2 separate regions of the Mus musculus genome follow, and region 1 is linked to region 2. A link is a contact called in public Hi-C data. All regions are on one chromosome and are shown on one strand. The core of a region is the stretch at or near the end of the contact, and the rest is flanking DNA. Distances in the headings are between cores, read along the strand shown.

Region 1 (4,911 bases), core at 1,306-3,805, 450 kb after region 2:
TCCCCTGCGGATCAGAACTGCTCAGAAGTTTGGAAGTAGTATATGTAAGAAAAGGAAAATGATGACCCAAGCCTTGGAGTTCCCTGTATCTAACAGTGACAGCACAGCGCTGTGTTCAGGACATCGTCAATGAGTGGATGATAAATGGATGAGTATGTGCATGAATGGACCCACCTGAGCGGAAGCAGGTGAGGAGGGACAGATGGGTAGACATCTGCAAAGATGAGTAGTAGAAAAATACACAGGTTAACAAAAGGGTTTCTGATAATATGATAGAAGGTAGTGTCCCCTCCAAACCAAAAGGAATAGAATGACAAATTTTAAAAGGAGGCTAATGGTAAGTGGCTATTATATGCCCATCAAATATTTGTGCATGGATATGCACACACATCCGTGTATAAAAACTGATGCGAGAATGGATGTATTCCTCAATAAGCTTGGAAGCTTCCCCCTGTTCTCTGACTTACATTCTGGAAATGTTAAATGATGCATATGGCTGCTGTAATATAAGAAAATAGGACCCAGATGTGGAAATCTCGGCCAAGTTAGCAGTGCCTGTGGTAGGGCAAAGGATTAGGAGGGACCACTAGCTTGAGAATCAGTCACAGTGTTGAGGGGACAGAGAGGGTCTAGGAGGTAAGTAAAGCTCTAACAGATTCAGGAGGAAATCATTGAGTTTCTATGTCTCCAATTTGAGGACATACAGCCCATGGTACTGACTTCTGTCTCAAGTCCCACCTAGTGCTCTGGGTTGGCCATGTTTGCCATAGGCTCTGCCCTTCAGGAGAAGAGCCTCTCTATACTGAGAGTCAGGGTCATGATGGTTTAACTGAGAAACATATCCCAGCATTTCTATGTTCTTTTGATATTTGGTGAGGTCTATATAGTAATCTTACTTCTTCTTCTCTGAGGAGGACTCCCAGAATTGACGCCCATCTAAGAACAGGGCATATCCCAAGGGTAGAGCGTATACTATGCCAAGACAGAAAATAGAGGCTATGAAGAGGTTTTGTGATTGTAACCTTCCAATATGCTGAGTATTCTTATTTAATTTTTTTCATTTACTTAATTTATGTGAATGTGTGTGCACCATAGACACACAGGAACCTGCACCTGTCAGAAGAAGCCATTGGGTCCCTTGGAACTGGAGGTAGAGGTGGTTGTGAGCCACCGTGTGAGTACTGGGAACTGAATGAGTCAAGGAGTTCTGCAAGAGAAGTAAGCACTCTTGACCACTGAGCCACCTCTCCAGCCCCTGTTGTAAATATTCTTTTTGCTTTTGGTGATTTTTTTTTCTGTGTTCCAATGGGAAAAATAATACTAAACAAAAAAGTTAAACTATAATATATGCCCGAAACTACAGGAAACAGAAGCCAATCCAATGAGTCTAGGCAAGCACTTAACAAGGAAACAGCTGAAAAGCCAGTTCACTAATGAGACTCTAAACTTCATCCAGAAAGATGGTTGCGAAATCATGCATCTGTTTAACTTTTAAAAGACTCTTAGGCAATATGTGGAAAGGGAGGCAAGGTAATGAGATGAAATCTAGCCAGTGAAATAGCAACACCCACTAACAGGTCTTAGTCACTATAGTCTCTACAGCAGAGTTACAACATTTCTCATACACTGACAGCTATTGAGCAAAAGCCTACCCAAGAGTGGATGCTCCCATTTTGAAGGATCCTCTGAAGTGACTGAGATGCTGTGACTCCACAGATGATGACATTTGACAGACGAGTTTACCACTGACCTTCTAAAAACATCTCAAAACTAAAATAAAAAAATGATAAGTTGGGATTTATCCAAAGAAATTACGGGGCTGGCGAGATGGCTCAGTGGTTAAGAGCGCTGACTGCTCTTCCGAAGGTCCTGAGTTCAAATCCCAGCAGCCACATGGTGGCTCACAACCATCCATAACGAAATCCGATGCCCTCTTCTGGAGTATCTGAGAACAGCTACAGTGTACTTACATATAATAAATAAATAAATCTAAAATAAAAAATAAAAGAAAATATGGAGTGAAAGTGTGATCAAGTCAGAACCACAGAGAACTATAGCAAAGCGTGTAAATGAGGAAACAGAAGATGCAGTAAGAAGGGCTGGAACCCAACCAAGGCACAGGAGTATCCCAGAAGCCACGGTAAGGAGCGTTCTCAGAAAGACAAGATGCTTCTGATCGGAACACTCTATGAAGTCGGAATTTGGCAGACAGTCACGAAGACTTTTCAGAGAGCATCTTGGTGTGGGGTAACAGGCGAGAAGCCAACTGTTTTTGTCTGAGAAGTGAACTGGACATAAGAGAGCAAAGTGGACAAACTCTTCATCTTCCATGAGCTCTGACCGTGGAGGAAGGCAGTGCTGTTCAGTAGTTTGTGAAGGGCACTGTGGGCAGTTGATGGGAGGTTGTTCTGATTTCTGGCTATGGTCTAGGTCGCAGATGACACAAGCAGAAGACCATAGCTAGTGTTGACAGTTAACACAGAACAAGGCTGGTGGCGGGGCTAAAATTTAAGCATACCTAGAAGAGGACACCCTCGAAAGGAAAGCCAAGGATTACGTCATCTAAAACAGTGGAGGTAAAACCTGAATGTGAAGGAGACAGGCTCTTACAATGGCAAACATTTAAGTGGGGCTGGCTTACACTGGCAGAGGTCCAGTCCATTATCAGCGTGGGGAAGCATGGCATCATGCGGGCAGACTTGGTGCTGGAGGAGGAGCTAAGAATTGTACGTCTTACACCAAAGGCAGACAGGAGACTGTAGCCGGGAGGAGGCTCTCTATACTGGCTGGAGCTTAAGCACTAGCAAACCTCAAAGCCCACAACTGTACTCACTGCACTCCAAGTGATTATAGTGAGGAATTCAGTGCTGTTTTGAAGTTGCTTGAGCTTCTGCTTTTTGACAATGTGCTTAGAAAAGTTGAAGACGTTCAACAAAACCAAAACTAAAGTTTGTCTGCACAAAGTGTGTGTATGTGTATATATATACATATATATACATATATGTATGTATATACATATATGTATATATATATGGAGAGAGAGGGGGGAGGGAGAGAGAGAGGAGAGAGAGAGAGAGAGAACAGACCACTATGGGGATGGCAGTACAAAGTTCATATTAATGCCAAGAGTTAACTTCAAATAGCTTTTTGGAGAATTAAATTTTAACTCAAAAAATTGAAAGTGTAAACATTACCAGAAAGCCAGGCAGATAAGGTTTAACCCTGTAGCTAAGACCTATCTGTGTCCTAGAGGTACATACAGCTGTTTATCACAGCAGTGGCTGATATTCACAAAGATGTACAATGAACAACGAAGAAAGTCGATATGTCTAGTTGGGAAGCAATGTTTTACCCTTTCTGTTTCTTCCGTAACTAAGCAGCTTCCGTAAAGCTTTTACACAGAGAGCACTGTGGCTTGCTATTAGATTGCCCCCAAAATAGTATTAAAAGACTATATAGTACTTTAGCTTTGCTTGTTTACTTAGCACGCTAGCTAACTAGGACACAAACAGAACACTGCATCTTTCCCCTTAAGCACGTCATCATACGACTGTGTCAGTATTGCATACATCATTCATTCGAGGCTTGCAAAACTAGCTAGCTGAAACCCAGTGCTAACTTGTCATTCGGGCTAAGCTACTTACAACCAACCGAGGCTACCCTGTTAGACCGGTAAATTCTGTTTCTCTCCTAACCTCACCCTATCTCACAAACCTCCATTTTGATTTGCATAAATAAGTCTGATGACTTTTCTGGAGACAGGAAGCTTTATCCAAAAGACTTAATCATGGGCTAGAGAGATGGGTCGGTGGGTAAAATTCGGATCCCCAGCACCCATTTAAAAGCCAGGCCCAGCGGTAAGCACCTGTAACCACAGTGGTGCAGAGGTTGGAGGTCGAGAGATGAAGACAGGCAGGCAGGTCTTCCAAGCTTACTGGCCAGCTAATCTAGTCGAAACGGTGAGGAGCAGGTTCAATGAGAGATCCTGCCTCAAATGAAGAAGGAGGGGGTGACAAGGAGGAGAAGGGAAGGAGGGAGAAGAGGAAAAGCAATTGACAAAAATACCAGCATCAACCTCCCACCTCTACACGGGTGTTCGCACCTACACACATGTGGACACACATACATACACACTTGTACACACACAAATACATCACCCACCAAAAAACTGTATATTTGTCTTTTACACCATAGCATGCTGAGACCCTGGAAATAAAGAATGAAGGATAATTAGGGAGACAGAGGTTTCTTCCAAATCCTTTCAGATGTCTACTTTCACTTACTGTATGCGAGGTATGACCACAGTGTTGGGTTAACTGCTCATCTACAGCATGTATTGCCAGCCTACTCTGTCCTACACAGAATAGAAAGAAAAAGATTGCCCAGGAGATGGCTCTAAAAATGAGTGGTCCCTCCTGGGTCAGATAACACTAAAAAGGAAGGAACCATCATGTTTGAAATACTCTGTGAGTTGCCCAAAATATTTCATTATCACGACTCACAAGAACTGTTTGTTTAAAAAAAGGGAAAGAAGCTCCAATGTGAGTCAAATGTGAAGGCCACCAACTCTGTAGTGACAGAAATTGGATGCACAGCACCTCACTTTTAAAGGAATGGTGCCCCCGTGTGGCTTTGAACAGAATTTCAGAACACATTCAGCCTTGACTCCAGGTCCCTCTCTGAAAAAAATAATAATAAATGGATTTGTGTGTGTGCATTTGCTTTTTGTTTCTGTGCGTATTAAAAGGCGGTTGTACATGTGTTTAAGTATGTGAAGAGTTGGCAAACTGCAAGAAGACTTGCTCCTGACACACGACCCATTGTCGCTATGCGTACTAGTGGACACCTCTGAATGAGACAGGGCCATCACACAACACGTTCATGTTCATAAGAACTTCCTTCGGTTATCAC
Region 2 (5,048 bases), core at 2,538-5,037:
TTGCAGGAGGAAGCCACAGAAACGAAGAATTAAAGAGGTTCTGTTATTTTGTTGTCTGAGCTCATTTCTGCAGCATATACAGTAAAGAACACTACAAAAGGAGACATTAGTTGTCATCATTATGAGGGAAAGGCAGAGACAGAAAACCAAACCAAGAAAGTTATTTTCTTAAATCATGGAAAGGATGACGAGTTTTATAAGTATTATCTATGGGACGATTCATACATACTTTTGTTGACTTTCTGAAGAAGTCAAAGTATTTTTTAGTTGGGTGAACATATTGGGAACACTTACTTTTAAGGTAGCTAGAGTAAGATAAGAGACTAAAAAGAGACTTTAGAAAGACTATGTAAGTGCCAGGACAGGGGGAGGTTAGGATAGGAAGTGAGCCAGGGGTCAGAGCTTCACAGAACGCTGCTTTGAAGCTTCATGTTCACATCATATTTGCCAAAGCAAGGTCAACACATTGTTGTTATTTTCTAAAGCTGGAATACTTTTAATGATCACGTTAATGTTTAACTGGGGTAAGGAAACTGAACCATAGGGAATGGTAGCATTAGTTAGCTACAAAACAGGTCATATTTAAAAAACTGGGATGAGTTAAAAGGTTGGTTTTGTTTTTTGTTTTTATTTTTTTGTTTTTTTAAATACCGAACTAAAGTTTTCTTGATTGTGTTTGACTCGCTCCATCTCTGGAGTGATGGGGATCGGAATCCCTTTCCCAAGGTTCTCTTTATACAACACCTGTATGACACAAGAAAGCATTGGAGAACACAAGCCTATGAGATACAGACATCCAGCAGGAGAGACCACACCTACTGCCCTGCACTGTGTGAGAAATCATTGCTCATCCCTACTCTAGCCTAAGAATTAAAGAAGAAATACAAACAGTTTTACAAGATCATATACATGCTCAGTATGTGGAAGAGATAACATTATCAAGTTAGCAGCGAACAGTTCTCTTTTCTACATAAAACGTGTGTCTTAGAGCATAGCAGGCACTTACAACTACAGTCTGAATCTGTATTCTCTGGCTACTTTGGTCTTTGTTAAGGTTACAGAAAGTCTACATTTAATATACAGTCTTGCCTAGTGTATCTAAAAGGCCTGTGCACCGCTGGGTAAGGTTGTCTAACATAACCTGTGAGAAGAATACAAATCATACTTTAACAAAGAAAAAGTTGTCCAGGGCCATTAGAATAGTTTCAAACAGATATACAAGAATTCACTGTGATATAGAAATGACTAAAATTTTAAAAGGCAACAACTTTCCCCCCAAAAGGAATAATGAGCTCATAGAAAAAAACAGTAGACAGCTCAAAAGAAATATCAACATACAATGAAACTCACGGTTACGGAGACGTTGTTAGTAAGCAGTAATTAGGGACAAAACACAAAGTGGACTCCAAAGGAGATACTGCTCTACTGTGTGAGAGAGCCAGTTGTTAGGAAGTACTCAACCAAAATGAAGTGAATTTCAGGTCAACCCTCCTCCCCAAGAGTGGATCCAGTTTTCAGAAGATACATAAATCTCCATTTCAAGCCTAGAAGTTCCTTATATGGAAGGATAACAAGTAATTTATTCTGGTAAGGGTTTTTTTTTTTAAGGAATATAAGTTAATAAAAGAAAATAATGTAAATTCATGTTCTGATTTAATTAGCATGTTTTATAAAACCATGCCTATGAAACTAGGGCCGGGGAGGCTGAGGCAGGAGGGTGGCATGTTTAAAGTCACCCTAGCCTACATAGGATGATCCTGTCTTTTAAAAAAAATGGAAAGCATAGATTTCTAGTCATGTGATGGCTCGTTTAGAACAACTATCAAAGTAAGTCTTTTGGTTCCAATACTTGAGTCCATCTCTATCTATGCACATAGGACCTGTGGTCAAGTCACCACTTTCCCAAGCCAGGGAGCTGTTCTCACATACAGCCTTGGACCAGTGTCTTGTTGCACTAACCCAGAAACATCAGATTGAAAGATTTCCAAGGAAATACAAGCTCCCAGTTTTGGGTCATTTGGAAGTCATTTAATTTCAAGAGGACCAAGACTAACAATGTTGAAAAGGAAAAGAACCAATTCAAAATGTTAAGGGAGGGGCCTAAGTGGTAGAGCACTGGCTTAACCCATGCAAGGCCATGAGTCCAATTCCCAACACCACATACAGACACAAAGTTAATACAGATATACCCACACATCTAACATAAAGAAGGTTTAAAGAAGGTTTAAGGGGTATTTCAGAAAGTACAAAGCATTGGTTTAAAATGGTAAGTAAAATATCCATGGCAGAAGGATTCAGTTGGTGAGGGTTTTTTTTGTTTGTGGGGTTTTTTTCCCCCAAGTATTTGTTAAATTATTATAAAGGGGTAAATGGTAAGGATTTTGTTTTATCGAAATTGTTTTTAATATGGAGTTAAAGGAACTTTCTCGCAAATACCGAGCTAAAGTTTTCTTGATTGCGCTTGGCTCTCTCCATCTCTGGAGTGACAGGTAAGGGGGTCCCCTTGCTCAGGTTCTCTTTGTACAGTATCTGCGTGCACAGAACCAACAGTCACATCAGCAATGGATCCATCTTTCAGGTAGATCTCATCTTAAAATAAATCACCACGAGTTCCTGTCCTTACAAAGAACGAAAATAAACCTGCAAAATAGAGCAAGTGCGGACTGCCGTTGTGCGTTTAGTTGTCCCCTGTACAGTAGTTGGTCTCCTGGTAACACTGATGCACACACAGGGTTGCTTAGCTTATGTATAACTTCTCAAATAGAGAGGATTGGGCTCGACCAGACAGCACGTAAGCTAACTGAAGTTACTATCTATAATGAGTTAGAGACAACATTGAAAAACAGAGGACTTGAGATTAAATAAATCTCTATGAACATTTAAACTACTGATCCTGAATACATCCCGAAGGAAACAAACAAACAAACAGAGCTCCCTGACATAAGTAAATCTTCCTGAGCCATATAAATTGGTCTGTTGTTGTCAAATGAAGATGTTTTAAGAAACATGACCACTTAGGAAAAGCTACAAATATTTAAAAAAAAAAATCAAGTCACAGTAAATATGATTCTGGTTAGTACTGACCTTTGGGGAAGGATGTTAGATTTAACTTTTGACCTGTGCCATACTAGTTAGACTGGAGGAAGGAAACTGAGAAATTATGGGTTTTTAAGGAAAGTGATTTAAAGAAAACAGTTAAAATTTCACACCATTGTTAAAAATTTCATTAGATTTGGGTGGAAATCTGAAGTAATACTGGCATCATTCCTTCATTATATGAACTTAGTAATTTTACATTTGTTTGTTAAAGATATTAATGTGACCGTATTATAATAAGTATTAGGGTCAGGATTTTTTGCCCCTAAGAAATACCGAGCTAAAGTTCTCTTGATTGCGTTTGACTCTCTCCATCTCTGGAGTGATAGCTGTAGGGGTTCCTTTTCCCAAACTTTCTTTGTACAAAACCTGTGAGATACAAGAAAGTACCCAGAAAACATTCAAAACAAGCAGAGACGGAGGAAGGGGGTAGGTTGGGGTGTGGGTGAGGAGGGCGATTTTAGAGAGCAGTATTTAGTCAGGGTAATGTTCTGAAAGTGACAACTTTACAGATGCACTTTACACTGCTATGTCTTAGGTACAGCAGGAAGCACTGGGTTCCAGGGTTCAAGCACCCCAAGGAAGCTTGTTAATGCTGCTAACAGTGTTTCAGATCTAGCTCACACCAGTCAGTTGCTGAAACTGTTAAAGAGCGAAGAGTGGCCAATTCTGCATCAGGTCAGGTGGTTTTCATCAGAGGATGATACACAAAACACACACTGAGTCGTTAAGCTGTTACTTTGAAAAGTAGAACGGGAGGTTATTCTGGTAGTTTTTTTATGGGACAGAATGTCTTATTTCATGTATCTGTAAATACCGAGCTAAAGTTCTCTTGGTTGCGTTTGACTCTCTCAATCTCTGGAGTGACAGTGGTCGGGATGCCTGTTCCCGGGTTTTCTTTGTACATAACCTGCAGAATAATTAGAATACCCAGAAAGCAGAGTCACCACAAATGGTTCAGATTATAGCTCCGGGAGGGAGCTTTGCTGAGCGCCCATAAAAGCAAGCTGCCTTTGCAAGATGAACTCAGGGACAGAGGAAAAGAAGTCCATAAATATTTGTAGAAATTTTGCCCACTAGAAAACTAGAAACTCAATTTTGCATTTTCCACAGCCAATACTTAGTATCTTCTTAAAATGCTTTAAATGACGATAATAAGTTTAATAAACAATGAGAACCCTTTTGACTGGCACGTGCAAAGCCTTGGGTTCAGTTTCCAGTAACCACCCCATCAAAAAAAAAAAAAAACCCAAACCAAAAAAAACAAAAATAAAAGCAAACCAAATCCAAAGTAACCATTTTACTGCACCCAGGCTAGTGCCTGGAGCATAACTATGCCTACATATTTGTACTCAAAGCACATGTCTATTTTAGAATTTTCTAACCATGTGGTGTTCTAGTTCTCACTTCTTCAGAGTCATTGAGAATTTTATGTATTTCCTAATACAATTCTTACCGTTTTACCTTTTATTTCTCCCTCTATTTTTGGGACAGGCTCTTATGCTACTTAGCCCTGACTAGTGTTAACCTCCCAGAAATCCTGATTCAGCCTGCTGAGTGCTGGGACCACAGGCTCGCATCACCGCTCCCAGCTCTACTGAGCCTCAGCTGATCCCTAGCTGGACATCTCATACGAGCTGACAGACTTTGCCTTCCAGGAAGAGCGTCTCTGTCTGAATGATTACAGGATCAAGGAAGCCAGTGCTTGTTGCCTGGTCTTTTTTTCCCTGTGTGTATTTTTATGTTTTATTTGCACTGTTGGGACCAAACTCAGGGCCTGAGTGCATGGTAGGCATGTGCTCCATCACTGAACAGTGTCCTCTGTCCCTGCCCTAAATCTATGTTTCCTCTTAGGGCTATCATCAATAGACATTAAAACAAAACAAAACAAAACAAAAAAACACAGTAAGTGATCCCCACTTTCTAAATCTCTTGTCTCTCTCTCCTTCCTT

Evidence for each region. A called contact is a pair of places that touch in the nucleus more often than the background predicts.
Region 1: a Hi-C map of uterus shows a contact between it and region 2, with 4 times the contacts expected there. The contact joins two enhancer-like sites. A contact is called at or near these places in 1 of 15 datasets of contacts at CTCF or cohesin (pro-B cells), 16 of 484 Hi-C or Micro-C datasets (embryonic stem cells, nephron progenitors, trophoblast stem cells and 1 more) and 2 of 9 other capture datasets (adipose tissue and embryonic stem cells).

What each region holds. Positions count from the first base shown.
Region 1 is chr2:52,600,911-52,605,821 of GRCm38.p6, forward strand. All of the region lies in intron 2 of Cacnb4 (calcium channel, voltage-dependent, beta 4 subunit), which reads right to left. Among named protein-coding and RNA genes, the nearest start is that of Cacnb4, 73 kb to the right of the region's middle. Within about 2 kb of position 2,556, at least 33 of the 459 cell types and tissues checked have an H3K27ac peak or open chromatin away from gene starts, as enhancers often do. A contact at or near this core is called in uterus, where this site is marked.
Region 2 is chr2:52,153,919-52,158,966 of GRCm38.p6, forward strand. Neb (nebulin) reads right to left here. Exons shown (of 157, transcript NM_010889.1): 146 at 3,914-4,006; 147 at 3,373-3,465. Among named protein-coding and RNA genes, the nearest start is that of Gm52510, 25 kb to the left of the region's middle. Within about 2 kb of position 3,788, at least 3 of the 459 cell types and tissues checked have an H3K27ac peak or open chromatin away from gene starts, as enhancers often do. A contact at or near this core is called in uterus, where this site is marked.